4 separate regions of the Mus musculus genome follow, and regions 2, 3 and 4 are each linked to region 1. Evidence: chromatin contacts called from public promoter capture Hi-C data. All regions are on one chromosome and are shown on one strand. The core of a region is the stretch at or near the end of the contact, and the rest is flanking DNA. Distances in the headings are between cores, read along the strand shown. Region 1 holds the start of Sowahc (sosondowah ankyrin repeat domain family member C). Region 2 holds the start of Gcc2 (GRIP and coiled-coil domain containing 2). Region 3 overlaps Edar (ectodysplasin-A receptor). Region 4 holds the start of Spock2 (sparc/osteonectin, cwcv and kazal-like domains proteoglycan 2).

The links. Promoter capture Hi-C pulls out the DNA fragments that hold promoters and counts their contacts.
Region 2: a promoter capture Hi-C map of neutrophils shows a contact between it and region 1. The contact joins the promoter of Gcc2 here to the promoter of Sowahc in region 1. A contact is called at or near these places in 2 of 39 promoter capture datasets (neutrophils and pre-B cells) and 1 of 9 other capture datasets (adipose tissue).
Region 3: a promoter capture Hi-C map of 3T3-L1-derived adipocytes shows a contact between it and region 1, with 2.7 times the contacts expected there. The contact joins the enhancer-like site here to the promoter of Sowahc in region 1. A contact is called at or near these places in 3 of 39 promoter capture datasets (the 3T3-L1 cell line, 3T3-L1-derived adipocytes and hippocampal neurons) and 4 of 115 datasets of contacts at active chromatin or transcription factors (astrocytes, embryonic forebrain, embryonic stem cells and 1 more).
Region 4: a contact with region 1 is called in a promoter capture Hi-C map of cranial neural crest. The contact joins the promoter of Spock2 here to the promoter of Sowahc in region 1.

Annotation. Positions count from the first base shown.
Region 1 is chr10:59,220,384-59,223,750 of GRCm38.p6, forward strand. Sowahc (sosondowah ankyrin repeat domain family member C) reads left to right here and starts at 1,539. Exons shown (of 1, transcript NM_172939.3): 1 at 1,539-3,367. The coding sequence starts at 1,661. The coding sequence ends at 3,199. Septin10 (septin 10) reads right to left here and starts at 1,117. Exons shown (of 10, transcript NM_001024911.3): 1 at 1,008-1,117. The coding sequence starts at 1,025.
Region 2 is chr10:58,253,953-58,257,500 of GRCm38.p6, forward strand. Gcc2 (GRIP and coiled-coil domain containing 2) reads left to right here and starts at 1,574. Exons shown (of 23, transcript NM_027375.2): 1 at 1,574-1,619; 2 at 1,877-1,930; 3 at 2,868-2,952. The coding sequence starts at 1,614.
Region 3 is chr10:58,609,464-58,612,750 of GRCm38.p6, forward strand. Edar (ectodysplasin-A receptor) reads right to left here. Exons shown (of 12, transcript NM_010100.3): 6 at 2,494-2,580; 7 at 984-1,109; 8 at 811-885; 9 at 475-547. Among named protein-coding and RNA genes, the nearest start is that of Edar, 65 kb to the right of the region's middle. Within about 2 kb of position 1,563, at least 15 of the 459 cell types and tissues checked have an H3K27ac peak or open chromatin away from gene starts, as enhancers often do. A contact at or near this core is called in 3T3-L1-derived adipocytes and astrocytes, where this site is marked.
Region 4 is chr10:60,104,775-60,107,825 of GRCm38.p6, forward strand. Spock2 (sparc/osteonectin, cwcv and kazal-like domains proteoglycan 2) reads left to right here and starts at 1,483. Exons shown (of 11, transcript NM_052994.2): 1 at 1,483-1,882. The coding sequence starts at 1,694. It overlaps Gm51801 (a long non-coding RNA gene), which reads right to left. Exons shown (of 3, transcript XR_003949003.1): 3 at 2,586-3,051.

The DNA of each region.
Region 1 (3,367 bases), core at 289-2,788:
CGAACCAACTTCACACAGAAATTATAGCATTTATCTATTTCTCATTATTTTTATTTTAGTCTATTGAAATAAGTTCTACAACTAAAATGCAACATAGGAAGATAATAATAAGAGTCACTTGTTTCAGGTAAGTAGAAAGTTATTTGGGAAATGTTGCTTGAGATTAAGAATCCGACAAAAATACTACCAATGCCAAAGGATTCAATAGAGTTAGTTAAGAGGATTACTTTCATTAATATTGGATAAGGGAAATATTAGAGTTTCTTAAAGTAGAGAAAAATAATTTACTGCGTGCAGCTGTTAGGGAAGTAGAAATAGAATCTATTCTACCCCCTGCGACAACTGGAAGATTCCACATACAATCTTAAAATGATGGGAACAAAAGCAAGATTACAAGAGATTGGTATTATGAAAACAGTATGACCTCTCGGATAACTATGGCTTATATCCTATATCAACTAAGATAAGTTTTTCAAGTTATTTGAACCGCACAAAACATTGGATCGGTCAAGTGGTTTGTTTGTTTTTTTTTTGTTGTTTTTTTTTTTTTTCATTACAAGGGGACGGGAAAGCCAAACAAAACCGCCAAGCATTACAGTAAACCCGCGAGCTTTGGAAAATCTAAGGAAGCCGACTTTCCGGTCAGTAGCCATGTACGTGTACACAATTGCACAAAATCAGGCGGATTCCAAGGCCTGATTTAAGTCGGGGAAAAGGAAAAAAAAAACCGTTACAAAGTGATAGGCATCGATCATCATCCTGGATTTCATTTACACCACCCCGCTTTGGCCAGGACCAGGAAGCCTGGAAAATGTAACTTTTCCCCAACATGCAGTCGCTCGCCAGAGCTCTTCAGCCCTCGCCCTGGGGCAACAGGGAGCCCCCTCTCCACGACACGCGGAGTCCCGGAGCCGCACGGTCACAATCTCGCTGGCCCAGAGGCGACCGGGCGGGGCGGGGCGGGGGCTCGGGGAACCCAAGGGCGCGGGGCTCACCAGCTGCTGTACCTCGTCGCATGAGGCCATAGCCCTGGTGGGACGTAGGGAAACGGTGGTCTCAGGCTGGACGCAAACACAGGTCCCGGGCCGCTTCAGAGAGAGACCCGCTGGGCGTAACTGGCGGGACAAGGGGCGTGCCCGGCGCCCCGCAGCCGTTAATGGGCGGGGCGGCCTCTGCTGAGAGGCTGGGGCGGGGCCGAGGCGGAGGGCTGCGGGAACGCGCCAGGGACTACCAGGGTTTCCCGCGCTCGGGGCGAGCTTCTCCCGGGTGTGCCCCACCGGGCGTTTTGACGAAAAGCCAAGTGTGTGGGGAGGGTGAGTGGAAACGTGAGCCTCGGAGGCCAAGCTCTGGGTCCCTCGCCTCCCGCCACTGGCGGAAACAGTGGCTGCGAGCCCGCGCGGAGCCCGGAAGTGGGCGGGGCCTCGGGCCGGGGACTGTCGCCGAGATTGAGTCCCGAGCGGAAGTGGGTGTGGCGGGGCGTGTCCACTGGGACGCGGCCCCAGTGAGGCGGTGTCAGCGCTCGCGGGACTCGAGACTCTTCAAAGCTGGGATCGCGCGTGCTGCCAGCCACTGAGACCCAAGCCGCTCTCCGGGTCCTCCAGGCGTCCGGCCATGGTGTCTGGCTGAGCGCTCCTGGGGCTGAGAAGCTGAGCCGCGGTGAATGGAGGGGTCACTGGAGCTGAGCTCGGAGGCGATCCTGCGCTTCCTCGCCGAGCGTGGGGGCCGGGCGGGACACTCGGAATTGGTGCAACACTTCAGGGACGTCCTGGGTGGCCAGCGCGAACAGCGCACCCGCGCCCGCGAGCGCTTCAAGGAACTGGTCAATGCCGTGGCCACCGTGCGCACCGATCCCGCGGATGGTACCAAGTATGTGCATCTCAAGAAAAGGTTCTGTACGGGGGATTCCCCCCCGCTTGAGGCCAAGCTCCCCCGAGAGCCCCCGCGTATCGAGGTGACTGAGGAGCCTCAAGTCCCGGACCTTGCAGCGGAGCCTTGCGAGGGCAGCCAGCTCCAGGAGGCAAATCCACAGTTGTCTCTCGGACTGGGTGGCGAAGTGAGCGACCAAGAGCCTCCAGCCCCTGCTCAAGGTGGGGCCCAAGGTAAGGACTCGCCACCACAGGAGGTCGAGGCCGTGTCCTGGGCGTCGGGTCCCGGGTCCAGCGAGAACCTTAAACTCCCTCCACAGGGGGAGGCTGAAGGGGGCAGTTCCCCTAGTGGGCCAAACACACCCAGGTCGGCCCGTCAGAACTTTCGGGACCTGGTGTTGGGCAGCTCCCCGCAACTAAAGAGGAGCGTGGGTCCTGGGGACGGTAACGCTGGAGGTCGCAGCAGAGGAGGGGGCGACTCCGATACCGCATCGTTAGCTTCTTCGTCCGCAGAAGAGGAGAGCAGCGTCGGGGCCTCGGTTACCCTGGATCCCCTGGATCACGCCTGGATGCTCTCAGCTTCCGAGGGCAAGTGGGACAGCCTAGAAGGGCTGCTCACTTGTGAGCCCGGCCTGCTCTCGAAGCGAGACTTCATCACCGGCTTCACTTGTCTCCACTGGGCCGCCAAGCACGGCAGGCAAGAGCTCCTGGCCATGTTGGTCAACTTTGCCACCAAACACCAGCTGCCAGTGAACATCAATGCCAAGTCGAGCGGAGGCTACACTGCCCTACATTTGGCAGCGATGCATGGGCATGTAGAGGTGGTGAAGTTACTAGTGGGGGCCTACGACGCAGATGTAGACATCAGGGACTACAGCGGGAGAAAGGCCTCTCAGTATCTGAGCGAGAGCATCGCAGAGGAGATAAAGAACCTGGTGGGAGCCCTGGATGAAGATGATGGAGACAGCCCTGCCGCCCGCGGGGGTGGGCGCTGGAGACTTTCAAAGGTGCTCCCCTCACACATCACTCACAAACTCTCCCCGGTCGTGGAAGACGGAGCTGAACTTCACCACCACGTCCCCGAGGGATGGACTGGAGGAAGCAAAGCAAAAGATTCAGGTCGCAAAGCCTCGGGCAGCTCAAGTGGACGGATGAAGCCACGACTCAACAAAATCCGATTCCGAACCCAGATCATTCACACCACTCCCTCCTTCAGGGATGCTAAACCGACACTGGAGGAAGGGGAGGAGGAGGAGGAGGAGGAGGAGGAAAGGTCTCTTAGAGGCTACTCATCTTCCTTTAAACTGAGACCGAAGTCCAATGTATTTGGGTAAAATAATTCGCGCTAGAAATGCTAAGGCTTATTTGTCTTCAAGGTAGAATAATACTGGGTATGGATAAGAAGTGGAAGCAGAAAAAACCAAATAAATTATGCATTTTAACTTTCGGGCTTGGGGTGGATCTGTAATAATCCTTTCAGGATAGCATTCTGAGGCAAGAAA
Region 2 (3,548 bases), core at 324-2,823, 970 kb before region 1:
TACAAATCATGATGTTTCAGTCAGAGGGCAATTTAAGATTTAAAAAAAAAATGTATCTACAGGAAAATCCCACCTCTAGACCCAGCTTCTCACTGAATTTAAATAGTGCAAGAAACCTGACGAACAGAAGGAATTTGGTCCACCACTGTAAAACTGAAAAAAATAACTGTTCCTGAAGGATCAGAGAAATAAGAGAGAAGGCACACAGCCGCTTGCTGGGCTGTGTATTGGGACTGAGGACTGACAGGGGGTAATGATTTTCTCCCCTCACGGTATTACCAGGGAATTTGATGTCTTTATATTTTGTAAAGGTCATGCCATATGACTTCCAGAAGCCATGATCAAAACCAACAAAAACACCTGGCTTTTCCCATACGGAACTTGGAAAACGCTCTGGCTCTACTTGGGGGTGAGGGCCCAACTGCTTGAAGGCCTATACCTGCAATTAGTGTATGTCTACACCTGGAAGTAGACAACCTGAAAAACCTGCTGAAAAACACCCTCTCACCTATGAAAATACAACATGTTAATTAATATTCGCCACCAGCGGCCACTTGCTCTGTCCTCTAGTTTATGTTTAGGCCAGGCTTAACTATAGAAAAATATCAGGCATTATTTTAGGGTCTAGGTCAGTCTAAACGTGTTCTATTAGACAATAACAACGAAAATCTATATTGTAGTATCTTCCTTCTCTAGAGTCCTCTGGGGTTTGGATTGGTTTTATCTTCCTTATCTTGCCTTCATCCCCTTGTGAGCAACTACAAGGAAAAAGAAGGCCTGCAGGACTCTTGACAGAACCTGGAATCTCTTTACCCTGTCTTCTCTCATTCGTAACCACAAGGGAGGGCCCTCATCAGACTAGTCACGTGTACCTTCCCACACTGTGACCTCGATGGGTTCTTTGAAGTGAATGCTGGAATTCAGTCTGAGTTATCCTTTTTTATGCAACCAGGGTTACCAGTCTGTGGAATGCTGCCACCCACAGTTACTGGGGGTCTCCATAGCTCAAGTAATCTAATCTAGATAAATTTCACATACATGTCTAGAGGCTCTCTCCTAGATGATTCTAGATCCTTTCAAGTTGACAATATAAACAACACGAGAAGCACCTCAGCCGGCAAATTAATATTTAGCAATACAGAGACAGCATGCCAGCATTTTGAAACTCCTGAGAAAGTAACGGATTCAGTAATTTATTCCTTATTACTACTCACAGAGGAACCTATTTTGAACATGACAGAATTAAAGTCACCTATAAAACTATTTGTTTCACATATGCCTGCTAGTCGGGATAGTTATATTTGTAAAGCACATCTTTAAAAATTAGAAAACGAAGTGATCAAAGGAACGTGTGCTCAAACCTGTCACCTGGCACAGGGTAGTAGTGCAGGGCGACTCAGCGCGTTCCGGCACCGGCCAGGGGACCTGCGCAAAGACGACTTCCTCCCGGACACCAAGGAGGAAGCGGAAGTGCCAGCTCTGCGTAGCCTTGGAGACGCGGGGAGGCGTAGTCGCCTCGTAACGAGACCTTTGACCCGCGCTCGGCAGCCTCGGAGGCGGAGCAGCCGAGACTCCTGAAGAGGCGGTGGAGGCAGCCGCGGGTCGCAGCCGCGATGGAGGTAACGGTGGGCGTCGCGCCGCCCCGCTGGCCCGCTGTGCCGCTCGAGGGGTGGGAGGGCATGGGAGCACCCTGTCCCCGCCCTCGCGCCCAGACCCCCGCCGCGGCGCTTGGCATTGAACCTGGTGCTGGCTCCGGCCGTGGCGACGGCCCAGCTCCGGTCCCTACCGCCTAAAGGGGTCCTCCTCTGCACAGATTTGTTTGGCCGCGCCTTGTACCTGGAATTGGGATGAGCTCTTTTTATGGTTTGTTTTACAGGATTCTGCTCCAGATGCCGTAGCTGCAGCACCCTCCGGGACCCCGAAATCCAAGGTGAGGAGAGCACTCAGCCGCCTGGTTCCCTGTAGCGCATAAGGTTAATGAATCGGAAAACTTTGGCATGGGGAGAATTATTTAAAAAAAAAAAAAAAAAAAAAAAAGAACTAACCTTTCCTCAGGGAGTTTCATTTTAATTTACTTACAGATTTCCTGTTCTTTTTTAAATTTCCTGATGTGCGAGCAGTTTGTTTACTTCCTGCTCCTTGTTAGCACGATGCTGTATTTCAAACATTTAGCTAGTCTGTTTAATGAAAGTTTACACAGTGACACGAAGCCGAGGGGATTAGATAAGAGGCAGGAAGAAGCAAGGAACTATATCCTGTTGGCTCCAGCTCCAGAGTTGAGGGTGGAATAAGGTTGTTCTTACAGCACTGTGCAATGTTTTATGCTAAGTGATTCAGAAAGGTAGGGGCACAATTTATTACCAAAATGTAGTGTTTGAAGACTGATTTCTAGGCATTTGCTGAAGTAACAGATTCTTTCAGGTAAGCTTCCTGAAATACGTATCTTCCCTATTCTCATTCTGCAGATGAGGAAACGTTGTGCACAAAGATTAAGTAATTTTCAGTTAGTAAACCCTAATATTTTAGTTGAAGTCTAAATGTGACCCGATTCACCTGTGAATGTAGTTATGTTGTTAGCTTCCAACAGAATGAGTTCTACAGCTCGAGAAATCTTGAGTTCCAAGCCCTTCTTGTACAGCTAGAGAACTCAGTGTTCTCTGTAAGAGTTTTGTGCTGGGGTTTTGGTTTGATTTTCCATTCACCTAATTACTTTTAGTTATTGAAGTTACGTTTCTCAATTTAAAAAATGTGACTGGCTCAACTGTTTAGAGTGTCTCTCTTTGGTTTTCGGCAGACACTGTGTTTCTTTTGGTGGCCGTACTAAAAGCATGGGTTTTAAAACTCAATAATACGACTCCATCTTTCAGCTAGAAACGTTGCCCAGAGAAGATCTCATCAAGTTTGCCAAGAAGCAAATGATGCTCCTGCAGAAAGCCAAAGCAAGGTGTACAGGTACTGGGTTTAAATCAGAGCTTTTCAGTAGACCACCATGCCTAGCCCTGCAGTTGCCTTTGAATAAGTAAAGGAACAAATGAATTTTTAATTCAGTGTGTGTGTGCGCGCGTGTTTTGCCTATATGTATGTCTTTGTTAGAGTTTTGGATTCCCTGGAACTGTAGTTACAGTTGTGAGCCACCATGTGGGTTCTGGAAATTGAAGCCAGGTCCTCTGGAAGAGCAGCCAGTGTTCTTAACCACTGAGCCACCTCTCCACCCCAAGAGGAATATCTTTTTTTTTGAGGGGGGTGGGGGTGGGGGTTCGAGACAGGGTTTCTCTGTGTATCCCTGGCTGTCCTGGAACTCACTCTGTAAACCAGGCTGGCCTCGAACTCAGAAATCCGCCTGCCTCTGCCTCCCAAGTGCTGGAATTTAAAGGCGTGCACCACCACCATCCGGCTGGAATATCTTTTTAATAGTAAAATGAAACCCTTTTTTACTTCGTATGAGTTGTAAATTTTTCTAAATTAAATATGTCTTTTAGAGAAATCAGCTGAAATGTAAAAGGCACAAGGTGTAATCCTCCAGACATTCTGGGAAGTTGGAAGTATAG
Region 3 (3,287 bases), core at 313-2,812, 610 kb before region 1:
CATCTTAGGGGTGTGGCAAGACCAGTCTCAGGCCTGGGGCTGGGGTTGCTGGCTTTATGTAATGTAAGCACTGCTGGCAGCTAAATAACCTGACTGGCATGTATGCATCCTGTGATTCATATTGGCTCCTCAGTTTGAAGAGAAGGGGGGAGGGCTCAGGGCATCTGGGAGATTGGGAGCAGGGCGAATGGACAAGTGGGGAATAGCAGGCAGATTTTACACCTGTCCCAGCTCCTGTGGTTAATGAGGAAACAGAAATTCAGTGCTGGTTTACATTGCCTCCTTTGGTGGGAAGCTGCTCTCTAATATTCTTGGAACATTCTTAGGCCAGGCACCAGCACCCAGTACACTCGCTGATACAGCTTGCCTGCCTGCCTGCTCAAGGACCTATAAGGACCCAGATGGTAACTCCATCCTTGGGACTGGGACTGTTCAACCTAGTAATGAGTATAGGTGAGCCCCTGTTCTACATACCTTTTGGGGGTCTTTGTGGGTGTTGCTGTCAGCTTCTGGAACTCACCATTCTCAGGGAACGTCACCACACTGTCTGTAGGAATAGAAGTTGGGGAGTTGGGGAGAGTTAGCTTGTGGCACTGAACTTGGACCTCCCTTCCCATTTCCTTTTCAGTAGACATCCTTGGTGACCAGGTCCCCACCTGGGGACAGAACAAGTGGGTACACTACCACCTCAAGGGCCCTGGAACCAGAGGTGCTCAGGAAACTGGGCTTCCAGGTTTGAGGACAAGGTGAACATACCCCACCTTCATGCTAGATATTGTTCATGGGGCAGTGTGGGCTATGTGTACAGACCTGGGGCCTCTTTTTTCTCCTCGTGTGTGTTAGCTGGGGCTTCTGCGCTCTTTCCTGGGGGACTGCTACAGCAGGCTGCTTGAAGAAAGAGAAAAAGGTTGGCATGAGCTCCCTGGCTCTCTCAGAGAAGGTGACAGAGTGTTGGGTTAGGGACATGGGTGCAGGGATGTCACCTGGAGCTGACGGCTTAGTCTTCATGATGTAGAACATGATGATGAGGACGATGGCAATGGCCATGATGAAGATCGTAGACATGGCAATAATCAGGGCGGTGGCCAGGTGTCCTTGGCCTGAGAGCTCTGCTGGCATCAAGGAGAGGAGGATAAATGGGTTTGCAGGCCCCTCCTCCAAGCCACCAGGAGAGACAATCACAGGAATGCTTTCATAGATCATTCTTGGCCTAAGGACCTGGCTCTCAAACCGTGTGTTGGCTGCTAGGTCAGGGCCACTCATCCACACTGCCAACTGGGTGTATCCACTCACGTACAGCTTCCCCCCACACTACCAACTGGGTGTATGTGCATTATACTTGGAAGAGCAGGATGCAAAAACAAGAAGTCATTCCTGGGGTGCTCACTCTTAGTGTCATTACCCTGAGATCCTGAGAGAAAGGTACAGATGAAGAGAGGCCCATGAACAAGTATCTGTCTTGGGAATTCAGGCAAAAGGCCACCCCTCCGGCTAGAGGTTACATTCCTGGTTTGGTTTTACTTGGCACCTCCTCTTCAGAGTATTAACAAGAGCCCCAGGGTAAAGAGGGCTGAACTGACCCAGCAACTCCTACTGTTTCCACTTCTGCTGGGCTGCTGCTTATTCCTGGAGCTGGTTGCTTGGTTCCCTGATGAAGCTTTGGATGTGTGGACTATCTGAAACCTTCCTACAGTTCTCCAAAATAACTAAACAGGACATCTGGTTCCCATGAAGCAAGATCCAAATGTCCTGCCAAAGAGGCAGTGGCAGGCATCTGGCACTCAGGGCCATCGGAAGGATGTGCAGAGCTGAGAGCCCATTGAGGATGGTCAGACTCCTTGATGTTATCTGGTGCGTTTATAACTGTGGGAGTGGGAGATGGGTAATTATGTCTTACTATTCTCGGTTACATGCTATTCCCGAGTGCTGGGGGAAGTGAGGTGAGTATGTCTGCATACTGTCCTCATACCTTGGGTCAAGATGTAGCAGGCTGTGTATTGACACTTTGAGGGTTCTTGAAGGTACCCCAAGACTCATGGAGACCCAACCCCAAACATGCTTAAGAATCAGATGGCAATAAAAACCATAGAGCAACTCCTCTATGAGTTTTATGAGTCTCTATGAGAAGGGATAAGTTAAACACAAGAGTTTGCACTGAGATGGCGAGGGGAGAGTGACCCTCAACCATCATTTCCATTTCTAATGAGCTAGGGAGAATAAAAGTCATTGGAAATGAGTATTAAAAGTGTAAATCACTGTTGACACTGGCTCCTGACTGTCACCTCCCACCCTGCCAAGGTGGCTGGAGTACCAGGATACCCATGAAGTAGCAATTCTATACCAAGATACTGCAGCTGATCATGCAGCAATCATGTGACTCTGTCACATTAGGGAAGTGACAAGAGGAAAGGGCTCTGTCTTCATTGTCTCCTCTCCCTCCTCACTCTCAGCTCTCTGAGTTCTGGAAGACCCAAAGCTGGATGCCTTCCTCACCTTTGTGAGCATGCTGGAAGGGAGACAAGGTGCTGCCACCGGAAGTGCTGGATGAGTGTGCTGAAACCCCAGAAGTGGCTCCCACACCTGCGAGAAGAAGAGAGAACCTCAGAGATCTGGCAAAGCATCACCTTCAAAGGCTGGAAAATAAGGCACCACAGTGAAATGAACCAACTTGGAGTTCTAGACTGTATTGCAGGGAGTGGGGCAGAGAGGAAATGTTTAAAGTTCCCTAAAGAGTACTCTGACACAGAGAGACTCTGTCACAAAAAGAAAACAAAGAAAGACAACAGAAAGAAAAGAAAATGTATCCAAAAAAAAAAAAAAAAAGAAAAATGGAAGCTGATTTGCTATCAGATAAACCACAGTACATGTTTTTTCTCTGATAAATAACTCCCTTTATGTCAAACTTGAGTTTTTCAATGGATAAAAACAATCAGGGTTGGACCACAGCTCAGCAGTAGTAGCATGCAGATGTGACCTTAGCCCTTGAACGAAAAAGGGGGTTATATTTTTCTTCTTCTTCTTCTTCTTCTTCTTCTTCTTCTTCTTCTTCTTCTTCTTCTTCTTCTTCTTCTTCTTCTTCTTCTTCTTCTCCTTCTCCTTCTCCTTCTCCTTCTCCTTCTCCTTCTCCTTCTCCTTCTCCTTCTCCTTCTCCTTCTTCCTCTCCTTCTCCTTCTCCTTCTCCTTCTTCTCTTCTTCTCCTTCTCCTTCTCCTCCTTCTCCTCCTCCTCCTCCTCCTCCTCCTCCTTCTTCTTCTCTCTCTCTCTCTCCTTCCTTCCTTCCTTCCTTCC
Region 4 (3,051 bases), core at 233-2,732, 880 kb after region 1:
CCCAAGGGACAAACTCTTTTGCTTTTGAAATGCCTGGGATAACTCTGCTCAAGTTTCATAGCCATCGCATGCTATATATGTGTGGCGTTAGAATGACACTCTATATGGAAGTTGGGATCCTCAGTCCCCTCCAGTCCGTATGAGAAGGACTCCACTGTGAAGCTCCCTGGTACCGCCTGGAGGGCTCTGCATCCATTGTGAGATGCAGATGTCAGTATCTGGAGCTTGCAGCAGCACCACAGGAAGGGAAACTATTGTTTTGTGTTTTCCCAGGGGTCCCCACCCAGCCCAGGCTACTGAGGCACCCAACACTCAGGAGGCATGCCAGGCCCTGGATGACTGTAACCCTCACAACCTGTGTTTTTTCCTATTGATTAAGATCATGTTCTTTCATTGCCTTTAATTTTTATTTTATTTTATTTTATTTTATTTTAACATCACAGCAGCCAAGTCTTTTATAAAAACACAATCTAGGGCTTGGGGCCCAAAAGTTTAATATGGTTTGCCCTTTTCGTAGTCTTCATTTTATTTGTAATGTAAATTTCAGTTCTGTTCTGATCCTGGGTCTGTGCCCAGCTGCCAGCCTTCCCAGCTGGTAAGGCAGCACAGGTCTATAGGCAATGACAAGGGTCACAGTTTTAACAAGAACCTAACAGCCTCCAACAGAACCCGCCTCCTCCCGCCTTGTCTCCTTCCCCAGTGCATCATCAAACTCAACATGAAGTCAAAGTCACAAGCAAATGGCTGGGCCCATTTAGATTTGCAGACTCAAGGCAGATGAGATGGCTAGACACGCATGTGTCTTTTAGGGTTGCCCTAGGAAAAGCTAACAAAAGGGTGACAGCCCCTAAACATCTGCTTGCGGAAGAGGAGGACATCTGCCCATGTTTCACCAGCCATTCAGGGTTGGGGCCATGCGTTGAAAAGAGCGGCGGGCCAGGGGGAGCAATAGTTCAGAGGCAGCCAGTTGTTAGACCGCCTTTGTCTTAAGGAAGCCACCCATTACCGAAGCGCCATAACTCGCGGGGAGCCAGCTGTCAGAGCGGTGGCACAGGCCACTCGGGGGTGTGGGGTGTGGGGTGGGAGGAGGCCAAGGGAGAAGAAACTGTCTGTGGCCAGATTCCCTTTTAGACACCTGAGCCCAGCTGACTTGGTAACCCGAGAGTTTTCATCCTCTTTCCAGCCCTATGAAAGACCCCGGAGCCCTTCTTTGCTGTCCACCCTTAGATAGACAGCAGGGACATCTCAGGGTTCTGCTTCCCTGGCTTGCAACTCCTTGAGAGCTGGACTGACTTGCGCAGCCCTGCGCTGCGGCTTGGCTGGCTTGGCTGCTCTGATCCAGCGCTCTGCTTTGAAATCTACCCCCTCCTTTTTTTTTTTTTTTTTTTTTTTTTTTAACCAGGTATGATGATGTCAAACGTGATGCTGATGCTACAGTTACAGACACAGCCCCCGCTGGCGCAGCCTCTCTGAATCTCTCTCCCTCTCCGCGTCCAGCGCTGGGCTTTTTCAGACAAGTGCATCTGCTAACCAGGTCACATTTCAGCCACGACCCACCCTCCGTCAGTCACTGGAGTCAGACAGCAGGAGGAGGGCTGAGGAGGACCGCAGCGCTTCGCCAGTGGCGCGGTGGAGGGAAGGACATCAAATCCTGCTGAAGTCCAGACCCCCCCAGGTCCAAGCCCAGACCACGATGCGCGCTCCAGGCTCCGGGCGGCTGGCTCTGCCGCTGCTGCTCCTCGCCGTGGTCGCCTTGGCTGAAGGCGACGCCAAGGGGCTCAAGGAGGGCGAGACCCCCGGCAATTTCATGGAGGACGAGCAATGGCTGTCGTCCATCTCGCAGTACAGCGGCAAGATTAAGCACTGGAACCGCTTCCGAGACGTGAGCGGCGGGGCGCGGAGGGCCGGGCCGGGCGCGGGTTGTGGGTGGGGAGGCCGGGAGCAGAGACCCCGCGCGCTGGGAGCCACCGCCGCGTGTCGGAGCCGGAGCCTCTCGGGCCTGCCAGGCTAACTACGCCAAGTGTAAACAACACCGAGAGTCCCAGCCCCGAGCCCCTCCGGTGTTCCCGTGGCCACCAGCTTTGGGACCTTCAGTTCCCGCAGCCTCCCGGAGTGTCCTAGACGAGAACATGCTCTAGGGGCGCACGCTCGCGACGGGGTCTGCCTTGTGGCGTGGCGCGGAGCAGGGGTGCGGGATGTGGGGACCCGGGCCCTGGCTGCTGCTGGGCCCCGCCTGTCCCCCCACCCCCACCTCCTTGCCATCGGTCCCCGGGCTAGGCCCCTGCCGGGTGAATGCTGCAGACTGCACACACTGCTCTTGGCAGAGGGAGCGGATCTGGGTGGGGCCGGCAGGAAAGGTAGCGGCCGCAAGGGTGTCCTCCGACCCCTCCTTGGGCTTCGGAAGAAGGGGACAGAAGGCTCAAGGACTGAGCGGTGGCCAGGGCGTTGAGTTTGGGGAAGGGTTCCCCCAACCTCCAAGAGATGGTGGAAGGCGTGTCCATAATGGGGCGCGCGGGGGGGGGGGTGCACAGTGAAAATGCCCGAGGCGCTCTCCTCTCTCTCTCTCAGGGTGGTCGCCAGAGCCAGGCCAGGTAGGCTGGTTTTCCTGGACCAAGCTCGGCGGTGAAGCAAGGGGACCCCATCCTTGGTCCGGTGGGCATGAGAAGCAGAAGCGAGAGCCCCCAGGAGCTGGTTTGGGGTCCCTGGCAGAAGCCCGCCGCAAGCCGACTTAACCTTGGGCAAAGCTTTGCGGGTGGGGGCGGGGAGGAGGCTGCGGACCGGCCGGCGCCGCAGCTCTGTTTACCCGCACCTGTAGATCAGGGAGGGAATAGGAGGCGCGTTCCCTCCCGCAGGGCAGCCACGGCCGCCTCGCAGATGGTGGCGTGGGCAGGGGTGAGGAAGGGAGGGCGTGGCTGCGCCCTGGGCACCTCAGCGATGGGGTGGGGGTGAGGCCCTGAAATGTAGAGCGCCCCTCGATCTGGCGCTAGCTGACGCCCTGACCTCGCTCGGAAAGCCTCCTCTACGTTGGGTTCTTATTCCTCATTCCCCAGA